Regions from separate parts of the Triticum aestivum genome. Here region 1 is linked to region 2. The links are chromatin contacts, called in public Hi-C maps. All regions are on one chromosome and are shown on one strand. Each heading gives the region's core, a stretch centred on a gene start, on an enhancer-like site or on the middle of the called end of the contact. The rest is flanking DNA. Distances are from core to core; before and after follow the strand shown. Region 1 holds the start of LOC123072458 (scarecrow-like protein 3). Region 2 has its middle 61 kb from the start of LOC123066600.

Evidence for each region. A called contact is a pair of places that touch in the nucleus more often than the background predicts.
Region 1: a Hi-C map of leaf shows a contact between it and region 2, with 5 times the contacts expected there. The contact joins the promoter of LOC123072458 here to the enhancer-like site in region 2. A contact is called at or near these places in 2 of 5 Hi-C or Micro-C datasets (leaf and root).

Annotation. Positions count from the first base shown.
Region 1 is chr3B:790,590,050-790,595,217 of IWGSC CS RefSeq v2.1, reverse strand. LOC123072458 (scarecrow-like protein 3) reads left to right here and starts at 3,874. Exons shown (of 1, transcript XM_044496010.1): 1 at 3,874-5,168. The coding sequence starts at 4,346.
Region 2 is chr3B:790,463,533-790,468,986 of IWGSC CS RefSeq v2.1, reverse strand. No RefSeq gene overlaps it. Among protein-coding and RNA genes, the nearest start is that of LOC123066600, 61 kb to the right of the region's middle. Within about 2 kb of position 2,721, at least 4 of the 8 cell types and tissues checked have an H3K27ac peak or open chromatin away from gene starts, as enhancers often do. A contact at or near this core is called in leaf, where this site is marked.

The DNA.
Region 1 (5,168 bases), core at 2,625-5,124, 130 kb before region 2:
TGAGGATCAAGTGATCTCAGCAATTTCTTCACCACCTCATGGTCGGTGATGTCAGTGGCACCAAGTGCTTGAAGCTCATTTGAGATGTCAGTGAGGCGATCAAAAGTATGCTGAACATTTTCATTGTCGAGTCTTTTGAAGCGGTTGAAGAGATTGCGAAGAACATCAACTCGAGAGTCACGTTGAGTGGAAACTCCTTCATTGACCTTGGACAGCCTGTCCCAAATCAGCTTAGCTATTTCCTGAGCACTCTCTCTGTCGTACTATCCTATGCTCAGATAGGCACATATGATATTCTTCGCTTGAGAATCGAGTTGCTTGAATCTCTTCACATGAACAGCATTTGCAGACAGAGTGACTGAGGGAACATCATTTTCCACAATATACCAGAGATCGTTATCAATTGCCTCAAGATGCATGCGCATCTTGTTCTTTAAGTAGGGGTAGCCCGTCCCATCAAAGGTAGGACACCCAGCCGAGACCTTGATCATACCTGCAGTCGTCATAACTAGAACTCCAGGTGGGTAAACCAAAATCACACAAAACAAGGGAGTATCTTGCTCTGATATCAATCGAAAGTGTGTTAAGCCGACTAGAGGGGAGATGAATAGGTGATTTTTACAGATTCGTCGCTGAGAAATTTCAGGGTGAGGAATTTCCAAAGTCAGGAACAACTAGCATGGGAATAAGTACTAAGGTATAAGCATAACAGAGCAATAGCAGAGTCATCATGATGAAATGGAAAACAAACACAAAGTACAGAAAGCGTAAACATGAGATACGCAGGCTGAAGACAATGTAACTGAAGAAATTGGATTAAGGAAATAGAGAAATTCTTCAGTCAAAGTCTTCAACCAGTAATGATCAGGTTCATCAACACATGGATGAGGAAATAAAAGGGTTGAGGAAATAGAACCAGTAGGCTTGGTCAAGACAATGATTTGGTAGACCAGTTCCAACTGTTGTGATAGTTGTACGTCTGGTTGGAGTAGCTGATTATTTAAACTCGAGGACACACCTTCCCGGACACACAATCATGGTAAGTCTTCACAGGTGACTTCCAAACCTTCACAGACTTGGTCACTCGGTGATCCACAATTCCTCTTGCATGCTCAGACCATGACGCCTAACCGTCTGGAGGATACATAGTCCTCAAAGGTAACAAGCGTCTGTTCCACACAGGAACAATCTCTTTAGTGATGCTCAAACACTTTGGGTTTGTAGGTGTTTGGGTTTGGGTTTTGGGTTTTACTCACTTGATGATTTTTGCTCAGAGTCCTCGGAAGATGGGATGCCCTCAATTGACAAGTGTTAGTTTCTCTCGGAGCAGCCAACCAACTGGTGGTTGTAGGGGGCAGCTATTTATAGCCTAGGGAGCAGCCCAACATGATAAGACATAAATGACCTTCAATGATATGACCGTTAGGTGGTAGGATATTTTGGATAGCTGGCGCGTAGCACAGCAACGGTCGGATTTGAGGTTCGAATTCCTCAAGGCTATCATGTTTCTCACTGTGTAGGCAATCCGCACTGGCGAATTCCTAACTCCCCAGTCAGAACCAATTCCTCAGAGACTAGAAGATCTATGTCTCTGTCACTGAAGAAATTTGACTGAACTGATATGAGATTTCCAAAGTCTTTATTCAAAGGATTGGCTAGGTGTAGGATTTCGAGATGAGCATCACTTGGAAATCAGTTTCCTTAGTATTACCTCGACCCCCGTTAGCAGTACGGTGTTTCCTATGACTCAAGAAGGAGAAAATGACACTACGAAAACAAAAGTCTTCACGCTTCATAATCCTCGCATGAATATCCAAGTCTTAAAGGTCACACCAATTTCTTCACTTTCAAAGTCTTCAGAAAAACTAAAGTCTTCAGCTGAAGACATTCATTTTTAGGGGTCGAATTTCACATTACTTATCAAACTCCTCATGGACTTATAGAGTCTGTGTACACTCATAAACATATTAGTCCCTTGACCTATAAGTCTTCAATACACCAAAATCACTAAGGGGCACTAGATGCACTTACAGAAAGTGCCCCTTTTCCAATCACCTGAAACACTTGCCACACATGTCCGGCGAGATCTCCCTGCGGCTCGGGGAGGAAGGGAGCAGAGCCACCTCCGACTTCCCGAACTCGCGCCTGCGCTTCCATAGGGTCTTCCTCGACGGCGGCGCCTCCATCTAGGGAACCAGGCGCCGGCAAGACTCCACCTCCAGCGCCAGATCCGGCGCAGCCTCCTGCGCGGCCGCCTCCACCGACCGCTCGGAAGCAGAGGAGATGCCCAAGCCGGAGACGACGGGGCGCTCCCCGTGAGGGCGGGCCACGGAGGACGGCGAGCACCCAGCCCTGGCGATGGCGCTGCCTGCGGAGAGCAGGAGAGGGGTGGTCGTCGTGGCCGGAGTGGCGAACAGCAGGAGGGAGGGTGGACGCACGGCGTTACGCGAGGAGCGGGGAGGGGGCTAGGGTATCTGACGTTCTTTTCTGAGGCCAATACATCACTTCTTGGTGATGAACGCGCCCCTGTGGCTTTACGAGGAGCTCAATAAATGGATGAGAGCATTCTTTTGGACGGCCAAGGAAAAGGTGAATGGTGGGCAATGCTTGGTGGCAGGGAGTCAAAGACTTGCAAACCCAAGAACTCGCGCTGTGGGTCATATGGGAATGGTTGAGGAGAGTGGATCCAGAGAGACCATGGCAAGGAACTCCGCAGATCGTGGATAAGGAAGCGAGACAAGTGTTCCACAGCCTGGTCAATATTAAGGTGCGAGAGGGTGCAAAGGTCCTGTTCTGGCGCGACAGACGGATTCACGGTTTCGCTGCCACGGATATTGCGCCTCTGATTGTACGCGAGGTGATCAAATGGACGAGGAATCAGACGACAGTCCAGCAGGCGCTTTTGGGCACGACATGGCCGCTTGATGTGCAGGGGTAACTGTCCTTCACAGCACACATCCAACTTCTGCACCTGCAGCAAGCGATCACCGCGGTCCAGCGTGATCTGACAGTTGAGGACGTGTTCACTTGGCCGTGCGATGCGTCGGGTGTATACACGGGTCGCTCGGCCTATGACAGACTTTGCTCAGGATTGCAGCGTGCCCCCTTACGACACATGCATTTGGAGGAACTGGGCGCCGCTCAAGTGCAAGATTCATATCTAGTTGACTGTTCAACATCGGATCTGGACCTCGGATCGCAGCGCGAGACATGGTTTGTAGGAGGCTCCATCGGCCTGTTACACTTGCCTCCAGGATAAAGATAACGCAAAACACATACACATCCAATGTGGCTACGCGAGAGACATCTGGAACCGGTGCCTCATGGACCTTAACATTGCAGTGAGAAGACCGGACACGAACGACACTTTACTTGAGTGGTGGCACCAGGCGAGGGGTAGTTTCAAGGAGCTAACAAGAGAGGTTTCGATACTTTAGTCACGGCAGACACCTGGGAACTGTGGAGGCAACGCAACGCCATAATGTTTAACCGCGCAGATCAACAAATGTCAGTTGCACAACTCCATGGGCACATCCTGGATGAGATCAAGGCATGGAAGGAAGCCGGTGTGGGTGCTGGAGTTCTACACAGATTCGTGAGAGAGTAGGCTTAGATTTTCAGGTGTTGGTGGGGTTGTAATTTTGTGGGGATGTTCGCATCCTACACAAGTTCTTGTAAATACTTCTCTGCCTTCTATAAAAATAAGTATGCCATTTTTCATGTATTTACTACACCTGGGAATACTCTGTTTTCCTGCCTGCCTCCTCTCTCTCTCCCTCCCCCCCCCCCCCCCCCCCCCCCCGATGATGCTAAACACAGTAAAGATCACTGAATACTACTGATCCATGCGTGCATGCATACATGCCCGACGAGCGCGTGCAGAAATAATAGGCCCTGATTTCCCCTTTGTCCGCTCCGCTCCTCGCTCTGACCCGAGTGAATTGTATTCTTGTTCCTCGAGCCATTGCCCCTTGTTGCCGTCCTCTTGGACCTCTGCCCTTTGTTCCTCTCTGCTTGTCTCCTTCTCTTCCCTGCCCTGCCCTGCCGTGTCCTCCCGCTCCTCTCCGTCTGCTTGGCCTGCTCCACACCCGTCTATTTAAGCCTGCTGTCTCGGTTTGTTAATTGGATTTCTCCTTTGCGCCACGCAGCACGCAGCCTTCCGCAGCGAGCCAAAACCTCTGAGCCACGGCCACCGTATAAATCGTCCGTCGTCCACCACGCGACGGCCGGCATCGGAGAGATAGATAGATAGATAGATAGACACGGAAACGAAGCGACTTTGCTACTAGCTTCGTGAACCGAGCGGCATCGCCGAGCAGAGCGGGCGGCAGCGCTGGCCAGGCTGATGGTCCACCAGGACGAAGGCTCCTCCTCGTCGGTCACGTCCTCCCCGCTGCAGAACTTCTCAAACATGCCGCTCCACCCGCACCCGGGAGCCGGCGCCGCGGGCGCCGGCGCCACGCCGCCCTGGATGCTCCGGGAGCTCCGCTCCGACGAGCGCGGCCTCTGCCTCATCCACCTCCTGCTCAACTGCGCCGCCGCGGCGTCGTCCGGCCGGCTCGACGCCGCCAACGCCGCGCTCGAGCACATCGCCACGCTCGCCGCGCCCGACGGCGACGCCATGCAGCGCGTCGCGGCCGCCTTCGCGGAGGCGCTGGCCCGGCGCGCGCTCCGTGCGTGGCCCGGGCTGTGCCGGGCGCTGCTCCTGCCCCGCGCGGGCCCCACGCCGGCCGAGGTCGCCGTCGCGCGCAGGCACTTCTTCGACCTCTGCCCCTTCCTCCGCCTCGCCGGCGCAGCGGCCAACCAGGCGATCCTCGAGGCCATGGAGTCGGAGAAGATCGTGCACGTCATCGACCTCGGCGGCGCCGACGCCACGCAGTGGCTCGAGCTGCTCCACCTCCTCGCCGCGCGTCCCGAGGGCCCGCCGCACTTCCGCCTCACCGCCGTGCACGAGCACAAGGACCTGCTCTCGAAGACGGCCATGGCGCTCACCAAGGAGGCGGAGCGGCTGGACGTGCCGTTCCAGTTCAACCCCGTGGTGTCCCGCCTGGACGCGCTGGACGTGGAGTCCCTCCGCGTGAAGACCGGCGAGGCGCTGGCCATCAGCTCCAGCCTGCAGCTCCACCGCCTGCTCGCCACCGACGACGACACCCCCGCCGCCCCGACCG
Region 2 (5,454 bases), core at 1,472-3,971:
TTAATGAATTTGCAAACTTATAATGACAGAAGGTGTGTCATTTTGTTTAAAGTGCATACATAAGTGTTGATAATGAAGCAAAAAGGCTCTGATTATTGGTACACCCCTCATGTTGGTCTAAATGGCTTTTTCTCTGTGAATATTGATACTATACCGATTGAGATTCATACACTGTATCCAATCCTTTTGAAATAATTTGCGATCTTCCTCCTCATTATTTTGGCACTGATCCAAACTATACAATGGTTTACTCTGATTTACAGTGGTTTCTCGAACAACGCAAAATTGTCCTGGAATATGTTCACGAACACCTCTCGTGTGCTCAGCAGCGTATGAAGACCCATGATGTCAAACACCGTATTGAACAAAGTTTATATGTTGGAGATGCAGTATTCTTGAAGCTTCGATCACTCCCCGTGCTAACCCCAAGCTTGCATTCAAGTTTTTTTTGGGAGATGCGGTATTCTTGAAGCTTCAGCCATATATTCAGGCTTCGATCGCTCCCCGTGCCAACCAAGCTTGCATTCAAGTTTTTTTTTGGTCCATACGTTTCTTGCAGCGTGTCGGTGAAGTCGCCTATCACTTGGACCTGCCACTTTCAAGCAAGGTTCATCCTGCCTTTCATGTTTCCCTCCTTCGCAAGGTACTCATGCCTGGATGTCAAGCTGCAACTCAACCCCCCCAGTTCCCTGCCTGACACGCACTTGCTCGTACCTCAGAAGGTTCTTCAGTGTCGAGTCGTCCAACAAGGTAACAAGTCACTGATCCAAGTCTTTGTACAATGGAGCGACGGCCTGGGGGATTTGGCCACTTGTTCAATGAAGCAGTTGTTGCCTCATGCCCAGATTTGGGGACAAGCCGTTTCTTGTCGGGGAGGAATTGTAAGCGGCTCTGATGATGGGCGGGAAGAGAAGTCCGTTTCAAATCATAGGCTGAAAAGCAAGCCTCGCTTGCCGGCTTGGCTTGTGGGCCCTGAATGGGCCATGGCCCATGGGCCGTGTACCAGCTTAAGTACCGTTATCTGTGTCTTCTCGGGATAGGACGACGGAACGGCTAGTGCCCATGGCATGGTGTGTACATGAAGTTGATCTCACTTTCCTCTCCATTTTGAATTGTAATCCGAGCTAGCTGATAAACTCCATGAAATTCTAGTTCGAACTAGTTGAGTGCTTACATACGCCCTATGCGCTTGTAAAACAAAATAAATAAATACTCCGCACACAAATAAAAACCGTCAAAGCCGGAAGCTAGGTACGAGCTTCATGCATGGCGTAGTGCATACGTTCGCGACTCGTCACCGCTTCCGCTCTCGTTTCGTTTCCTCCGCCCGGACGACAACGCGGAGAACAATGGATTTTCTGTTTGGGTGGTTGAGGATTCGGGCTGGATTGTTGCATGTGCATGCGGTCGGTTTTTTCTCCGGTTTGACCACCGCGCGTCGCCGGTTGTGCCTTTGTTCAGCGGTGGTAACTGCAGTGATCCACTGATCGATGGCACTATCAATTGCATTGATCAGGCCGTGAAGCCGTGAAAGGTGGCACTGCTGTTTGTTTAATATAAGATCGGCGCGTGATCGATCATGTGGTAAACGTGGAGTGTCAGGAACTTCCTTAACTTCACAAACACGATATATATACCCCATGGTCGTGTCGTGCTCGTACCATGTGCCCATCCGGCCCTGTCATGGCGCGTGTGACCGGTCTTGTCTCTAAAGTTCAACGTCCATGGTCAAAGCTTAAACAACTCCTTAGACAATATAAGCATGTGCTGGCTAATGTCCAGACCAATAATTTTGTCATAGAAGAGGGCCGGCTAATGTCCTTTTCACGACCCAAAAAAGCAGTCAAGTTTATATAAGCCTGTGCTTTGTTTTAGCTCTCCTAGCAATCTTCTCTCCCTAACTTTCCCATGCCCCCAAACTGTACCATACATTGAATCTCTCCTTGGTCTTGCATCTGTTCGTGAGCACGGGATTCAATCAATTCACCAAGAAAGTCTAGCGCGAGTGACGTGTCTGATTACAACGACTTGAATTTTGGAAGCCAAACTTGTCCCTTGGTCTTGCATCTGTTTGCTTGGAAAAATGCATTGTTCAAAAGTCTGCACTAAACTATGAAAGGATGGCCATGCTAATTTGGAGCACAAGTGGACGGTCGTACCGGCGGTGACCCGTGACAGGAAACCAACGGATATGTGTGTCGAACGAGATGCATGAACGGTTGGGCATAGTAGGTCTTTCTGCTCATCCGCTGTTTCTTTGCGCATTGCTAGCCACTGAGCTGATGAGAAGAGGAGGTGAGAGGCCGCGCAAGATGATCAAGAAATACGAGCAGACACAGTAGTAGTACCACATTTTCAGCAACCCCTCACAAGATAGCTAATGTCCTGCTAAATACTACTGTGTTGGTGTGTGTGGCCAAATAACGAATTGATTTTTCTTTTGGCAGCTTGCAACAAGTGCACTGCCCGGAGGTGGTGGATAGCGGCAGACATGACCCGCCATTAACTTGTAACCAAACAGCTCCAAGAGCGTACTACAAACCAAATAAATTTGGGCTCATCGCTGGCCAACTTGTCCGGCTAAGAAACAAAGAAGACGAGACAAGTGTACAAAGAAACAAGACACGGAGAGGGAGGGAAGGAGTAGCATTGCATGTATGTATCCATATACGCAGATAGGGATCGGAACGTGGGAACAAACGGACAGCGGCCACCATGCCGTGCCTGGCCTTGGCGCGTAGCAAGCTTTTGGGCGTCCGCTCTCGTTTTGGACGCATCGCAGGCAGCTTTGAATACCGTCACCGCCGCCACCCGCTCTGCTCTTGTCTCCATCACGAGGCCGATGCTTTTGGTCTCGTTCGATGGTTGCCGCCTGGGAGCAGGTCGGTTTCTTTCCGAACCCAACAAAACGCCATGGAAAAAGTTTAAAATAAACCTTGAAGTTGTAGATGAAAGCTAAATCAAACCATGAACTTTGAATCCCGAAAATTGACACTCTGAACTTGTAATCCCTATCTATTTTGGACCCTATACCTGTTTGGCACATCGGGAATACTACAATCCCGGTCGGGATTACCAGCTACTCTCACGGACAAGAATTTGGGCCGGCCCACTGTAGCAAAACAAGAATTCGTGAGGTTTAAAAAATTTCCGCACATTTCTAAAATTGTTCAGAAGTTAAAAATGTTCATGTTTTCTATTTTTCGAACAAATTCAATACTTTTTGTGTTTTTTAAAAACTGTTTGGAATTTTTAAACTATATTAGCATTTTAAAAAACTGTTTGTGATTTCAAAAAAAATACATTTGTCAAAAAATGTTCAGAATTCCAACAGTTTTTCACATGATTTGAAAAATGTTTCATATTTTTAAAATTGTGTCACATTTTTTAATAATGTTTTTGGTATTTCATAAATTATTTCATAAATAATGTATTTATAAAATGTTTCAGATTGTTGGCCAGCCCACCAGACATAAAGCGAGTTTTTTTCCTTAACAATGGGACATACAAATTCTTTCTTTCTTTTTCTTATCAGGTGACCTAATAATTTCAACACAAAAAAACATGCCCTGGAGTCGAACTTGGGACCTGGTAGCCACTACAGTAGACGACTATGGCTGACATAGTCAGAGGCCCGAAATATTTAATCAGAAACCAAAGCGTCGAACTTTGAAAATATGTTTTAGGGGCAAACAAGTATTGAAAACGTATTTATATATGAAATATTTGAACATTTATAATGTGTGAGAACTTTTTGAAAATTCCGAATACTTTTAAAAACCAACAACTTTGAAAAAGCGAACACCTTTATAAACATTTTTTGCAACCTGAACAAAATTTTGAAGTGCTCACGAGTTTCAAAAAAAGTGTTTGCGACATTTTCAAAAAAATGTGTGTGCAATGTAAAAATATGTTTGCGTGATGTAAAAATGTGTGTCATAACCTTAACTGAATATGTGTGGCATGTCCTTGAAAAAAGTGTATGCAGATTTAAAAATGTTGAACCACGTAAAGGGTGTACATGTAGTTTTATAAAATGTTTTTTATCATTAATAAAATGTAAAACATGTATTTGAAAAAATATTACCATGTATTCAAAAAGTTTTTAAAACATTTAATTTAAAAATGTACATAATGTATTTGAAAATATCAAAAGTTTATCCAAAAATATTTAATGTGTGCGTCAAAAATGTACATTGGATACTGAGCAAATTTAGACATGTGTAAAAATGAAAAATGAAAATAAAACGAAAAAGAAAGAAACTAAGAAAACCAGATTAGTGCGCGTGCGCGAGTAAGTGCGCTACTGGACCGGCCCAATTCAGCAAATCCCGGCTACGTTCTGTCAAGGTTTAAAATAGACCGGGGTTAGAGAGTTTGGTGTACTCATTTCAGGGATTAAGAGTTCGAGGTTTGATTTAGCTTTCGCCTACAAATTGAAGGTTTGTTTTGGACTTTTTCCAAACGCCATCCACAAGGTAGCGACCCCCGAGCCTATCCGCTTTGGACGCACCCTATTCATCCACGGTGCCAGCGCCAGCTCCAACCAAAAACCACGGGCAAAACAACGATTTACTTCTTGTCTTTGCCTCCACTCCGGTGATGGGATGGGAAGAAAAGCAGGCAGGGGAGAGCGTGGCACGGGCTGGACTTTTGAGGACATGTACGTCTGTTTCTCCTGGCTGCTATGCGCAAGCGCCCGCGCCAAATGCGAAGGACAACCATGGTGCTTGTCCTCGTCCCAGTTGGACCTATCTATGGCGTGGCGTGGTGGGATGGGATCATCTCTTTTTCTTTTGTGTTTTTGTATGGCAGCATGCGTCAAAGCGGCATGGCGTGCGATTCTTCTCTTTTTTCTAACCTACTCCCGTGCACGGTGCACCTACCTATGTAAGTAGAGGGTAGAAACTAGCAGGTGACCACCATGGGACGGTATTCCCATAATAATTGTGCACCCTAGGACTCTACGTGAGGATCACAGTTTATTTTGATTAAACTTTTTCTTTTACTGAAACTCGTAGGAGCTCTGCTGTTTATGTTAAACTTGCTACGTGCATGTGCATGTGCATGTGCATGCATACATGTGTTCTAGTGCGTATCTATGTCGTGCCTTCCCGTCTTATTTTTTATTTTATTTTAGAAAAAGAGGACGACCCCGGCCTCTGCATCTGGACGATGCATACGCTCACTTTATTAATTATTCTCAGAAGACCTTGCAAAGTCATACAACAGTTAACCTAAAGCCGCCATCTAAGCAACAACTGTCGCTACTCCTATCTAATTGATGAAGGGGCGCTGATAGTCTGGGCCTGATACCAAATAGACATCGCCAGCTAAACCTAACATTTAAGACCTGAGTTCCCAACCAGGACGCCTGACGGGTATGAGGCCGCCGCAGCCAGCTGCCACCAAACCATCTTCAGTGATGCACTGCTGCACCACCTTGCCCGACCT